4 separate regions of the Gossypium hirsutum genome follow, and regions 2, 3 and 4 are each linked to region 1. A link is a contact called in public Hi-C data. All regions are on one chromosome and are shown on one strand. Each heading gives the region's core, a stretch centred on a gene start, on an enhancer-like site or on the middle of the called end of the contact. The rest is flanking DNA. Distances are from core to core; before and after follow the strand shown.

Region 1 (3,367 bases), core at 546-3,045:
TTTTTTTATCTTTTTCCATAAGTTTCTAAATTTTCCAATTTAGTCCCAAATTATTTTTAAAGTGCTTCTAAGGCCTCGAGAGCTCAATTAAGGGACGATATGCATGTGTTTGAATGGACTAAGATATGATTTATGAAATGTTTAGAAATGAATGATTATAAGTTACGTTTTCACAATAATACTCCGTAACCTTATTTCGACGACGGATATAAGTTTGAGGTGTTATAGGGGAAGAATGGGATAGCATTCCCCCATTATTCATTGAATGGTAAATCACTCATTTGTTTAGTTGAACGTAATACTCATTCAATGGAATGACCATTACTTCATATTACTTGTCTTCTTGTAATAGCTATTCTTTGGTATCACCAAAGAATGACTATTCCATGCAACATTGAATAATAAAGAAAAATTAATTTTTAGATTAGTCCTTTAAAACTTGGACTTAGAAAATATAAAAATAAAATATTTGAAATAATTTAATATAATTTAATATAAAATATTTAATGTCAAAATATAATTTAAAATAAAAATATTTTAATATAAAAATAATTATATTAAAAATATTATTATTTTTATTAAATTATATTTAATAATAATTATATTAAAATATGATTAAATTATTTTTAATAATAATCCTATTAAAATTTAATAACAATAACAATAATTATCTACTTACAAAAAAATTGATAAGGGTACTCCAATCATTTCAATTTTTTCCCTTATACTATTATAACATCATTCCATTCAACCAAACATAAGAATACTATTACAGTTTTATTCAATTCCATTGAACTAAACATTGAATTATTGATTACAGCTCTATTGTATTACAACTCAATTCTATTACAACGAACCAAACGTAGTGCTGGATAATACATTCCAACCAAATGAACCAAACAAGATAATGTAACATACCATCGACAACCTTATGTCAGCGAACCAAACGTAGTGTTGGATAATACATTCCAATCAAATGAGCCAATCAAAGTAATGTAACATACCATATACAACCTTACGTTTTTTGTAATTCTATTACGAAAATTTATATTATATTCCTTGAACCAAACATTCCCTGAAAGTTCTTTAATATTGATTTCATAGCTAAATTTTTTTTATAAATATCAAAACATATATGAAATTTGATTCAATGTGCATTATCATATATGAACTTTGATTTTATACAATTTTATGCATTAAATTTTAATTTGATTCAATTTTTACAAATTTCTAACAATATTATTGAATTAACACAAATCACATTGATATTATATACAAAAACAATTATATTAATTCAATATGAAAATAAATTTATTTATTTATTTTTTTAAATGTGTAGAATTGAATCCAAATTAAAATTTATTATATATATAAAAACTAAAATTCAAATTTAATATATATAATTGTACCAAAGTATATATTACAAATTACACATTTTAATTGATTTTGAATTTATGGGTTTTAGATGTGAGGTTAACATGATTTCACGGTTTTCTTTCTTCTAATTTTCAATTATTTGGATTTTAGTTATTTAATATGAGATCCCTTCGATTATTTAGAAGTAAAAAGTTCGGACTCATGGCATTTTACGATTAAACCACGTCTTTAACATTTCAAAATTTAATATCCTTGCATAAAAAGTATCCACAAATAAGTAAATTACGTCATGCTAAAGAAAATGTCACTAAAATGCTCTCATCCTTGCCGGTATACTGTTGAACTATGCCCTCGTGTTTCCCGCCAATTTGTTACTCTTTTTTTTTATGACCGTTTTATCCTATTCCTTCCTTGCAGAGCTAACAAATTACGCCACCTGGCTTTATCCCATCATTTCTATCTAATTATTGAAGGAAAAAAATAAACAAAAAACACTTCAATTCCCATTCTCTCTCCTCGATTTCTCACTCGATGTGGGTTGCCACCGTACTCCACCGACCGGTCGTCCCGGTTCCCCTATTCTTCACCTCTCATCTAAGCCCCAAAGTACTCCTTAAACCCAAAACCTTTCGTTTTGGTTTCCCCTTGCCGTCACTAAAGTTGAAAGCTTCGGCGACTAGGAAGCAGTTGCAGACTCAGGAGCCAGGTTTTTACTATCATTTATTTTTCGGCTTATTGGCTTTCGTCAAATTCAATCGACGGACAAGATTCTGTGGAATTTTTATAGTTAATATCTGATTAGGGTTTAAATTGCAGATAATGAAGGTTTACGTAATCAAGAAAAAAGCGATGATCAAAGCTTTGATTTGGGATGGCTTCCTACTTTCCCTCACGTTTTGGTTGCTTCAATGTCCAATTTCCTTTTCGGCTATCACATAGGGTAAGTGTTTTTTTAATAAAAACATTGTTCTTTCTTTCTGAAAATTTAATTGTTGTTTTCTTTTCCTTGCTCTTTTTGCTATGCAATGAAGCATTTGAATATTCTGGAGCTTAATTCAGCTCTTATTGAATTTTTTTTTATGCTTTATTGTTCTTTCTAATTAGTTGCTCGCTCGTTTAGCTGTTGAGAAATTGGAAATTATGTTGCTAACTGATTTATATGCTTACAAGAGTTTTATTTATTTAACTATAAATATTCCATAAAAAAACTATAAATAAGGAAACTAAACACTGAATTATTGTCTTTTAATGTATAAACCTGGTTGTAGAGTGTTAAAATTTCATCGGGAGTGTATGGAAGGAATTCATATACCCGGTCTCTTAATTCTCCCTAAAGTACCGATGTCCAACACTTGTGTTTGACATAGGTATGGGATATGATCATATATGTGAAGAAATAAAATAGAAACAAAAATATTGAGTATGCCCATATTGGACTCACACACGTATTCAATACTCACCATAACATAGGTGTAACTTGAAAATCAATGATATTTTTAAAGAGTAAAATTGTTTTGTCTAAGAGTCAGTTCACAAAATTGCATTCTTTGTTTTGCAGAGTAATGAATGGTCCAATCGTTTCAATTGCAAGAGAACTTGGTTTCGAAGGAGATCCAATTCTTGAGGGGATTGTGGTAAGCATATTCATTGCTGGAGCTTTCATTGGAAGCCTGAGTTGTGGTTCACTGGTGGACAAACTAGGTTGTCGCCGGACCTTTCAGATTGACACAATACCATTGATACTTGGTGCAATTGTGAGGTGAGAATAACATATAGGCATTGGTAATCCAAGCAATGCATTTTATCTCCTCTATGCCAAGTGAAATGTGGAGTTCATTTAAACAGTACTATAATTATTTTGTACTCTTTTGTTTCTTTTGTGTGTTTCACACCCCATCTGTTATTTCATTCTGTATTTATCTAGGTAGAACTTATAGGACACATATTACAGTAGCTTCTTGTACTTTATGTGTTTGAAAGTGTGTTTAAA
Region 2 (3,367 bases), core at 411-2,910, 400 kb before region 1:
CCCACACTTGTCACGCATATAATTATACACAATTGCACTCAAATTCAATTACAGGTGGCTTTCCAAACACATGTTTAGTAGTATTCATTTAAATGATAACTAGAAGCATAAATCTTTCTGTAGGTTCCTATCCCCCTGATATGGTGAGGCATCTTCCATTTTTCCTTCTGTGTTTTTTGTTTTGGGAGAGGTGTTGACTGGATAGATTGAAGGTTCAGTTTACTGACTATTATATTATAACAATTATGATACCAATCTAATTATCCCTTCTGTAATCTGATTGGCAGTAAATCTGGCATTGGGAAGGGAATGTTGGTTGAAGAGCAAAAGAAGATGAAACAACATTTGAAGGCTCTAGAGATGGAGGACATATCTTCGTTTATGGAATCTCTTCCTTCCAACTTTCTCATAATATTGCGGACAGAGTAAGATAAATTCAGTAGCCTATTTGGAGTTCAATAGCTCCTAATCTCATTTTGGTCTTTTCTGTTTTAGTGAATTACTGAGATCTACAGTAAGCAAGCTTGGTGCTTCAAAATGGGTGAGGTTGCTAACCTATGGAAAATATGCCTCACTTGGTCTCTCTCTGAAGTCGAATCCATGCTCTGGTAAACAGTTCTTCTAAACCCTTTTTTTTTTCCTTTAATTTTATTCTAAATCAGTTGTTATCTGGCCAAGCCAGGGAGAGCTTTTAATGGATGCATCTGTTGTTGTGTTTGTACATTTACGAGTGTATAGTAAGAAAGAGATTTTTATATTCATGAGCAGTTAACGTCGGTATTCTTGGAAGGAACTGATTTTGTGGTCGCATATTTTGTTTTAATTTACAATTTAAGGAATACAATTACTTTATCCTCGTGTGTTCAGATTTGACATCATTGGCCCTATATACCAGATTGATAGGAAATATAGAATACATTCTTCTAAGGCTTACTATAGGTAAGGTTTTTTCTTCTCATAAGTTCTGATATGTAGGTATGTCAGGTAATAAAAAAAAAAGGTACCTGAATGATTGGAACATTTTAACATTTTCAGGGGTAACGAATCTGGTTTTGTGGATGGAGAAGCTGAAGCGATGTCTGAATAAGTTTTATGGAAAGATGAGTGCTGCTGGAAAAGGTATGTCGACAATGTTCTTCAACATCTACTTCAAAATGTAGATTCTTTTTCCTTTCTTTTTTGTCTTATGTACTTCGTTATTTACACCAAGTAAATTTTGAGCAGAAGCCATATGTAGATAAAGCTTCCTAGGGCTCAAGGAGCACTGTATTGTAGTTTGATATTGGCTTTTGTTGTAGAACTATAAAATTACTCTGAATCTGAAGAATTGTAAGAACCAGAATATTACTCAAAGCTTAACTTGGTGATGAAATTATTTTAAGAAGTACCATTTACTGGGTATGGATTTTGAGTTCAAGCATTTGCAAATTTTTACTACAATCTTTTACGTCAGAAAAAGGAAAAACAAACTTAGATAAGAATTTAAAAACTAGTTTATATATATATAGAGAGAGAGAGAGATTTATATATAAAAGCATTCATTTGGAAATATTTTTAATCACTGAAAATTTTTATTATTCATTATTGTTATATCCAGGCCAAATGGGCTAAGGCCTGTAACAAGGCCCAAAAGAGCTCAAGTTCCAACTGGTACAAAGATCACATGAGCTTAGGCTTTATAAAGTACAAAACATAAATGCTATGCTAGCAAGAACAATGTCACGTGGCACGTAGAGGAATCACCTCTAGCTTTTATCCGACTCAAAAGCTATGCATAGTGTGACTTGCCAACATTCCTAGCGAATAAGAAACATTGCATTAGCTAAAAAGACTAGATCAGACTAGATTTGGGCAATTAAGGGGCAACTTAAAGCTTTATTACCTATGTTAAAATTTAACTTAATTTTAGCTTTGACCACGTATATATTTGGATCCAGACCAACCACTTACGATCCTAGTTAGTCGATAGCAAGTTTTAGCCCAAATCCTATCTAATGACTAAGTTCTGGAACAACTAATCAACTAAAAATGTCAACTTCAACTCATCGGTGTGTTTTCTCTAAGATGCCACCAGTTTGGTTTACTAATCAGTTACCATTGGATAATGCCAAAATCTTTTGAGAATTGGTCCTTCGCAACCACTTCTACCATTAACGACGATTGTAACACCCCCTTACCATGTAAGAAATGCTACATTTACGTACCAAACAAATCACTCATGTTCTACTCATCTTTTAGACTCATTTGAAGCTATTTAAGGCTTCTTCAATAATTTCTAAACTGAATATGTAAACTGGTTGCAACCAGAGATCATTCAGAGACCCCTTGATGTAAAAAACAACATAAATTAAGAAAACAAGGTAGAGGTATTGACGCATGCCCCAATTTATCGGTACCTTGACCTTGATACTATTCATTTTTACATTATGTTTGAGCTTTATCAATACAAGCCCTCTAAGTATCAAAATTTGGGTGTATGGAAGCTAAAATCAAGCTTAAAAATACCTCAAAAAGTGTCATAACTTACTCCAATTAATCCCAATCATTCTCAATCATTATTTGACCTTAAAATACTCCTAATTATCTTTGTAAACATCATGCAATTCATCTATTAGAGTTGCATGACCCAACTTCTTGTTAAAAAAAATAATGGCAAAATAAGGGGATCTGTGGGGGCAAAGGTCGAGGGCCATAGCTGCCGCAAATCTCCATTAAGTATAAAATTAGACTGGGGTCGTAACCGAGGGTGTGCCCTCACGATACGGTACAAGCTGTACAAGTGAAATCCGTATAAAAGTACACTTATTCTGTTTGATATTGATTAGAATAAGGTGTTTCAACCTTACTACATTGCTTCTATTTGACATTGATTATAATAAGGTTTTTCAACTTATAAATAGATGTAGTCTAAACTCCTCTTGTATCATTCAAATTTAACATTAGTGAATTTTCTTCTCCACTACCAATGGTTTTTCTCCCGAAAGGGTTTCCACGTGAAATCTGTGTGTTCTTATCTTTTTCTTTTTGCTTTGCGATCGTTTTTTATTGTCATTGTCGACGTTCAACTTTTACATCATCCATGTTCAATCTCCATCTAATGTACCACAAAGGTTCAAAACCTCTCCATTTAAACAAAACTCAACTTTGTGCCAATTCCCTAACTATCTATCACTTTCCTACTTACCGGATACCTAGGTACATGCCACACTAATTCAAAGACACAAAATCCATGGTTCTCAATTCTTACCTTATTGATGAGTTGTGATTTGACAAACCATGCTCAACCTTTTTTTTGCACAAACACTTTCTGCAATCTACGCATTTGAAAACAAGTTAAGCTTCATAGGAGCTTAGTAAGTTGATCCAG
Region 3 (3,367 bases), core at 489-2,988, 340 kb after region 1:
CATTTTAAATTGTTTTATTATTTACTTTAAAATTTTATATATATTATCAATTTCAAATCGTTACATTTTTTTTCACATATATACTAGTTATTTCTTAAATGTCTTGTATATTATTTATTTTAAATTTCTTTTTACATAACATTTATTTTAAACTCATTTATATATTATTTATCTTAAATTATTTTACATATTATTCATTTTAAACTTTTTCTGTATATTATTTATTTCAAACTTTCGCCTATATTACCTATTCTAAAATTTCTTATATATATATTCTATTTTTAAATTATTTTGTACATTGTTGATTAAATTTCTTTTTCATTATTTATTCTAAATTCATTTCTTATCATTTTAAAATTTGTTTTACGTTTCAGTCATTTTAGTTTGCGTTATAATATTTTTAATTCATTTGTCTTTGATTATTAATGATTAGTATTTAAGTGACATATGTTATGTGATTATTGCCATTGTGTGTAGTATAATTCGTTTATTCGTATTTTTGTTATTACCATTTGCTTGTATAATATTATATTCGTGTTGTTATTCCGTACTCTATGTTATATTTTTGTTTTATCTAGTTTAAATCATATCATACATTAACCTAACATACTGACCCGACTTGGATCGCTTAATTTTTTTTCCAAAAAATAATACACGTTATTTAAATATCGTATTTGCTATTGTTCAAAAACAAAATTTTCTAAAATAAGGCAATGTTTTGCGTTTTAGAACATCGAGGGATTGTGCCCTAACTTACGGGGTTTCGATTTTTTCCTTGATTCTAAATAGCCAAATATCCTTTCGAATTTTAAAATACATGGAATTCTAATTAAAATTAAAGACAAACTTGTGCTTGAGAGTTCATGGTATTGTGTCCTAACTTACGGGATGTGATACTCCGATATCTCGAGATGAGGAAATCTTTAACAATTGTTTTGAGCTAATTCAAGAATTTTTAAAATCGATGCTAATAAAAAAGGATAGTATTTCAAATCCGTCCCCAGTTTTCAACTATTCGACATTGAGCCACAAACTAATCAATTCGGTACCAATTTTTGGACGTGTCGAGGGTGCTAATCCTTCTTCGCATTTAACCGACTCCCGAACTTGTTCTCTTGAATTTCGTAGACCAAAATGCTGTTTTAATAAACTAAAATTGTTTTAAAACAAAAGTGATCCGATCACACCAAATAAAGATCGATGACAACTCCTATTTTAATTTTCGCTTTCAAATAAAGTCGATTACCAATAGTTTCGACAATATTGATAATATCTAAAAAAAGATATTCAACATGTTAATATAATATCTTTTAATACAATGCATTAATTATCATAAATTTTATTCCTCATCAATTTTATGTCGTTTTCTATCTTGGTTTTTTTTTTCTTTTTCTTTTTCTGAAAGGACCTTCTCATCACGGTTAGATTCAAGCTCACAGTTAAAAAAAAGCTGGCTTTGTACTTATCCGGTTATCAAATTCAACAATTTCTTTATTAAGTGAAAAAGAAGAAGCGAGTTGGGTGTTTCATCTTCAAGTTGGTAGTATGTTTGGTTTTTTGGTAATAGTATAATTGGTTAGATTGTTGTTATATAATTTCAATTTTTATAAATAGAAACAGGCGAAGCACATCGTAAGGGTATTCTCGGCGCGTAGGTATATTAATTAGATCAGATCTCCTTCTAATTTTACCATTTTAGCCTTCGTCTTCCACTTCTTTCCAGTTTCCTCCAAAGCTCTCACATCAATAATTAGTACTAAGTACTAACTCTTATTTATTTATTTGTTTCGAATATCCAATAATTTTTGAATACACATAGACGTGTTGTGAACGTGTCGAATCTTGCCTGCCTTCATCACGCCTTCCAACCCAACCAAACTCTTTCCCTCTCAACCATTATTATTTCCTTTCATTTCATTTAATACAAAACAATTTCATTTTTCTTTTTGCCTTTTAATCTGATTCTCTCTCTTTTATTAAATGTTGTTATGAAGTTAAAAGTGTGATTGTGTTTCCTTCCTTTTCTCTCCCTTTTTTGTTTTATCACTTCCATTTTCATGGAATTCCTTTCTTCAAGGTCTATTTTCCTCTCTTTCTTAGTATCTATCTATGTATATATATAGTAATGTTGTTTATTTTGGATATGAATGAATTTTTTATTTCTTATATGCTAATTGTTTAGCTGTGATTTGCTGTAATTTGAAATTAAAAACAGAGCTTAGAGCTTAATTTTGATGGGGAAGCACGACGATGAGCGCTCTGTTTTTCCTTTAACCAGTCTCCAAATCGGGTAATTCTTTTAACTATTTTTACTTTTACCATCTGTATGCTTGATCTGAGTAGAAGTTGAAATTTTGGCTTCAGACTATGTTCATGGACTCGGATTGACTGTCATAGATATACATGTTTGAGGCGGTATATGCATTTCCTTTTTTCGAAGTTTTTCATATATGTTGGGATCATATTCCAATGCTCATTTCCGGTATATGCGCTTATGATTAGAAAAATATGAGTTGGTTAACATATGCTTCAGCTGCTAGTCATACTTCATACAGTCGTGTTATTTTTTTTTCCCGATTTCTGATTAGTGATCTTTTTTTCTTTCTTTTAATGAGTGTTGATACATTTTTTTATATGGTAATTTTGTGTGTTTCTAGGACTTCATTTGTAGAAATATCAAATCCTGTGCGTTAATCAATTGATTTATTCTAAGCACTTGGTTTATGGGAAATATCACAATCACTGAGTTATTTCTCAGGGTTTTCCACTTTTCTTATGTATTATTTGAAATTTTATTGTCTAATCTCTGATTGCAGAGACTTGCAGTCTTATCTATCGGATCTTAGCCTTTTCTTGGCCCCTGAAAGTAAAAAATTCTACATTTTGGTGGACAACCGGCCATGGCTTAGGGACTTAGGTTCACGTCCTGCTCACTTGTGGCAATTGATGGTTACCAAGGTTGTTGAGCACACCTTTTATTTTGATTCTTTTGAAATATATGGTTTTATTTAATTATTTTTAATTTTCAAATGATTAGAATATTTTAATGAATTTAAGTGGATTTTTTTTCTTCCTATTTACATTTTACAGTCCAGGTTATCTCCTTTTGCTAACACCAAAGGTCGTAGGGCAAGAAAGGATGGAAAAGAAGCTTCTTCCAAATCAAATGCTAAAGATGCCAAGAAGTTGGAGAGATGGTTCTCTTTGGTAGATGCTGCAATGCTGTCGAAAAAGAGAATTTTGCTACCCGTTAAGACATTGAAAACCTCTTCACTTCTTAGCAATGAGCTGCATAGGACATTGTATGGCTTCATTGTATTTGAAGTTTCATGGTCCAATGTTCGAGGTCTTAACTACTTGAATGAAC
Region 4 (3,367 bases), core at 508-3,007, 260 kb before region 1:
TTTTTCTAAATTTAAATTTTAATTATTAATAACTATTAGATTATTGGGTGTGATATTTTAAAATAAAAGATATTATTTAATAAAAAATAATATTATAATGTACAAATTTATTTTACAATTCACATTCGAGATTTATGATTATCCCTTCTTAATAATATTATTGTTAAGATTTAAATTTTTGGCAAAAATAATATACTTTATTATTTTTCTTATAATATTAACAATTGAAAAATTCCAAATCCATAACTCAATAATAATAATAATAGAAAAGAAATTGGAAACATAAAAAGGAAAAGAAAGTAGACATCATGCCATCCATGTGAAAGCTTAAGTTGGCGTAAAAGAAAAACGATGAAAACTCACTTTCCCATCTCCTTTTTAATACTGACCCATACTATATGAGTTATGATTTTATATATTTCAGTCTTTTTATATGATTTTAAAATCGAGTTAATTTTAGATGGTTTGAAGTTTTTGATTAAATTTAAATTGATTTACGGTTTCAGTTTTTCATTTCCACAAAAACTCACTTCTTTCTAATGTATGAAAATTTTGATCTAGGACTTGATTGAAACGGAATTTATTTCTTTCTTTATTCCATCTAATAATTAAGTTTATTATGGGTGAATCGTTCAATAATTAAATCAAATTAAAAAAAAATAGCTAAACCCATTCTCTTTTTTTTTCCTTTTTTATTATTAAAATTTTTATCAAGGTGAGATTTAATTCTAAATTTTAAACACAATTTCAGTAAATTAAATAATTATTGCTGTTTACTATTATGATGTTAAAATTAGGATACACAAGTGGGATTAAAAAAAATTTCATATGTTCGGTTTAAGTTAATACGCTAGAGTTTATGAAATTCGAAGAAACGAATTCTAAATTTTGTATGGTATTTTCTAGTCGTATTGTTGTGTTAACCGAAAGCTCATATTCTCCTTTTCTTTTATATTTTAGTTTTTCTTTCATAAAATATCTTTAAATGTTAGGAATTTACAAACTGAAACTGAAAATTACTTTTTTCTCCAATCTTCAATATTAATTGGCAAATTGACTTAGATCTAAGTTTTGTCCTTCGACTCTCGGTGGTTACTAATCCACCGCATTGATCATTAAATCATCGCTTGCAGCTCCCTAATAAGACCCTTTTTTAAAAAAAATTAACAATTCAATGACTTAAATAAAAATTTTAGATGAGTAACTAAAATATAAACTTACTTATAGTTAATGACCTTAAATGTGATTTACCTTTCTTTTTCATTGAACCCAAGTGATTATCTGAATTGAACCAAAATATAGAACTCTACAAATTTAGGGTAAGTTTAGATAGACTGTAGATTTAGTTACAGTTAGGGTAAAAAATAGCTATAATGGTGAAATTAGATATTATAGTATGAGACAAAAAATAAGCTAAACACACTATATCATACCCCACCGTCCATCCAAATCCACCTTTGACTCTAAATATCATTATAACCCAAAAAATATTAAAAATAAAACATAATACAATATTATGTAAAAAAAATAATATGAAAATGATACTAATAAATTAAGGTTTAATTGAATGATAAACTCTTAAAAGAAATTATTTGTTTAACTATTTAAATATATTTTTTTCAAACTATAAACTTTCATTATTTAAAAACAGATACCCAATTAAGTTGTGACATGTGTCATATTTATTTATTTAAAATTCTTTTACCGTCCATCAATTCCGAGCGATAATTTATGCACAAATCGTATAACCCATTCTAACCCAATACTGTCTATATAAAAAAAATAAAATCAAAACACGATCCCTCGTCTCTCTCCTTTGTATCTCCCTCCAATCGTGCCGCCTCACTCGTTTCTCACGTGACTCTTCAGTCTCCCTCTCCATATATTCGCAAACAAGCTCTCTTCCTCTCAATCAATCCTCAAAATAACTGCGAAAGAAAAAACCTCTGCTTTTTTCACTTTTCCTTTTATCGTTTCTCCTTTTTGCGGTGAAAATGGCAGAGCCTGCAACAGCAACACAAGCAGCAGCACCAGCAGTGGCTCTGCTGAAAGATGAGCTCGACATTGTTATACCAACCATAAGGAACTTGGACTTTCTTGAGATGTGGAGGCCATTCTTTCAGCCTTACCATCTCATCATTGTTCAAGATGGTGATCCTTCAAAGACCATCAAGGTCCCTGAGGGCTTTGACTATGAGCTTTACAACAGGAACGATATTAACAGGATCCTCGGTCCTAAGGCTTCTTGCATTTCCTTCAAGGACTCTGCTTGTCGTTGCTTTGGTTACATGGTATCCAAGAAGAAGTATATCTTCACCATTGACGACGACTGCTTTGTAAGTTTCTTTTTGTTTTTTCAATTTTATTGTGGTGTTTCAGAATCTGGGGTTTCCTTATTTTAGTCAAATTTTGGATCTTTACATTGTATTGTTTGGAAATTTGCGTGCTTTTATTTTTTTTCTTGATTTAAATTGAATTCCTGTGATGTTTTAGTACCTTGGTTTTTGTTATTATGGTCAAAAGTTGAATCCTTTGATTGTTTTGATGGGAGACTTGGACACTTTGGTAGTTTGGTTTAATCTCCTCTTTCCCCCTCAATTTATGTTGACATATTCGTAGCAAATGAGAAATCGAATTCTGCTTGCTTCAGATTTACTTTGAAAGCCTTTCAGATCATGCAATCTACATAGTTGAAATTCAATTTCAAATACTACAGTAATTTATAGCGCAATCAATTTATATATTACAATTCCTTCCCGAATCTGGATTTGAGTTCTGCATTGTCTGATATGCTTGCCAGATCTTCAGAGTCTGAGATGATTTATGCATTTGTTTTCCTATTATTATGTTGTTTATATTGCAGTGTGGAGAGTCAGTTTTTCTTTTATTAGCTTCTTTTTACTTTATTTATTTATTTTTTGCAGTTGGTTATAGAATTCAAATTACTTTCACATGCTATGCACCTCTAGCAGCTTTGTACCTGCCTAATCATGGAGATATACCTTTCAATTGATAAGTAATTGGTTGGACTGGAATCTACAGATATGAGATTCAAAAATCTTGGATGATTGTATCTGTTTGTGTTATTGTATATTCCTGCTAAATCTACAGGTTCAGATCTGTATAGTTGATTTATATTCTGAGTGATGATTATGTGAGGAATCGCTTTTGTACTTCATCTATTAGTTTTAACAATATGGGTTCAATGTATGATTGGGGGCTCGTTTGTCTCTTTCAGAATATAAGAATATTGACAACCCTGACCAAACCATGGATCCTTTTTTGTTTATGATCAGGTTGCTAAGGACCCATCTGGCAAAGCGATCAATGCACTTGAGCAGCACATCAAGAATCTGCTATCACCATC

What was found. A called contact is a pair of places that touch in the nucleus more often than the background predicts.
Region 2: a contact with region 1 is called in a Hi-C map of leaf, with 5 times the contacts expected there. The contact joins the enhancer-like site here to the promoter of LOC107888281 in region 1. A contact is called at or near these places in 16 of 34 Hi-C or Micro-C datasets (anther, callus, fibers and 3 more).
Region 3: a contact with region 1 is called in a Hi-C map of leaf, with 2.6 times the contacts expected there. The contact joins the promoter of LOC107920356 here to the promoter of LOC107888281 in region 1. A contact is called at or near these places in 13 of 34 Hi-C or Micro-C datasets (callus, hypocotyl, leaf and 1 more).
Region 4: a contact with region 1 is called in a Hi-C map of leaf, with 2.5 times the contacts expected there. The contact joins the promoter of LOC107952845 here to the promoter of LOC107888281 in region 1. A contact is called at or near these places in 8 of 34 Hi-C or Micro-C datasets (callus, hypocotyl and leaf).

The regions. Positions count from the first base shown.
Region 1 is chrA07:56,923,228-56,926,594 of Gossypium_hirsutum_v2.1, reverse strand. LOC107888281 (probable plastidic glucose transporter 1) reads left to right here and starts at 1,795. Exons shown (of 12, transcript XM_016812340.2): 1 at 1,795-2,083; 2 at 2,194-2,317; 3 at 2,936-3,136. The coding sequence starts at 1,909.
Region 2 is chrA07:57,326,839-57,330,205 of Gossypium_hirsutum_v2.1, reverse strand. It overlaps LOC107946408 (aarF domain-containing protein kinase 1), which reads left to right. Exons shown (of 16, transcript XM_016880715.2): 13 at 288-425; 14 at 496-608; 15 at 868-939; 16 at 1,036-1,401. The coding sequence ends at 1,160. Among protein-coding and RNA genes, the nearest start is that of LOC107946408, 19 kb to the left of the region's middle. Within about 2 kb of position 1,660, at least 2 of the 9 cell types and tissues checked have an H3K27ac peak or open chromatin away from gene starts, as enhancers often do. A contact at or near this core is called in leaf, where this site is marked.
Region 3 is chrA07:56,581,974-56,585,340 of Gossypium_hirsutum_v2.1, reverse strand. LOC107920356 reads left to right here and starts at 1,738. Exons shown (of 11, transcript XM_016850035.2): 1 at 1,738-2,077; 2 at 2,216-2,290; 3 at 2,817-2,958; 4 at 3,091-3,367. The coding sequence starts at 2,235.
Region 4 is chrA07:57,182,349-57,185,715 of Gossypium_hirsutum_v2.1, reverse strand. It overlaps LOC107952845 (UDP-arabinopyranose mutase 1), which reads left to right and starts at 1,757. Exons shown (of 4, transcript XM_016888040.2): 1 at 1,757-2,336; 2 at 3,297-3,367. The coding sequence starts at 1,995.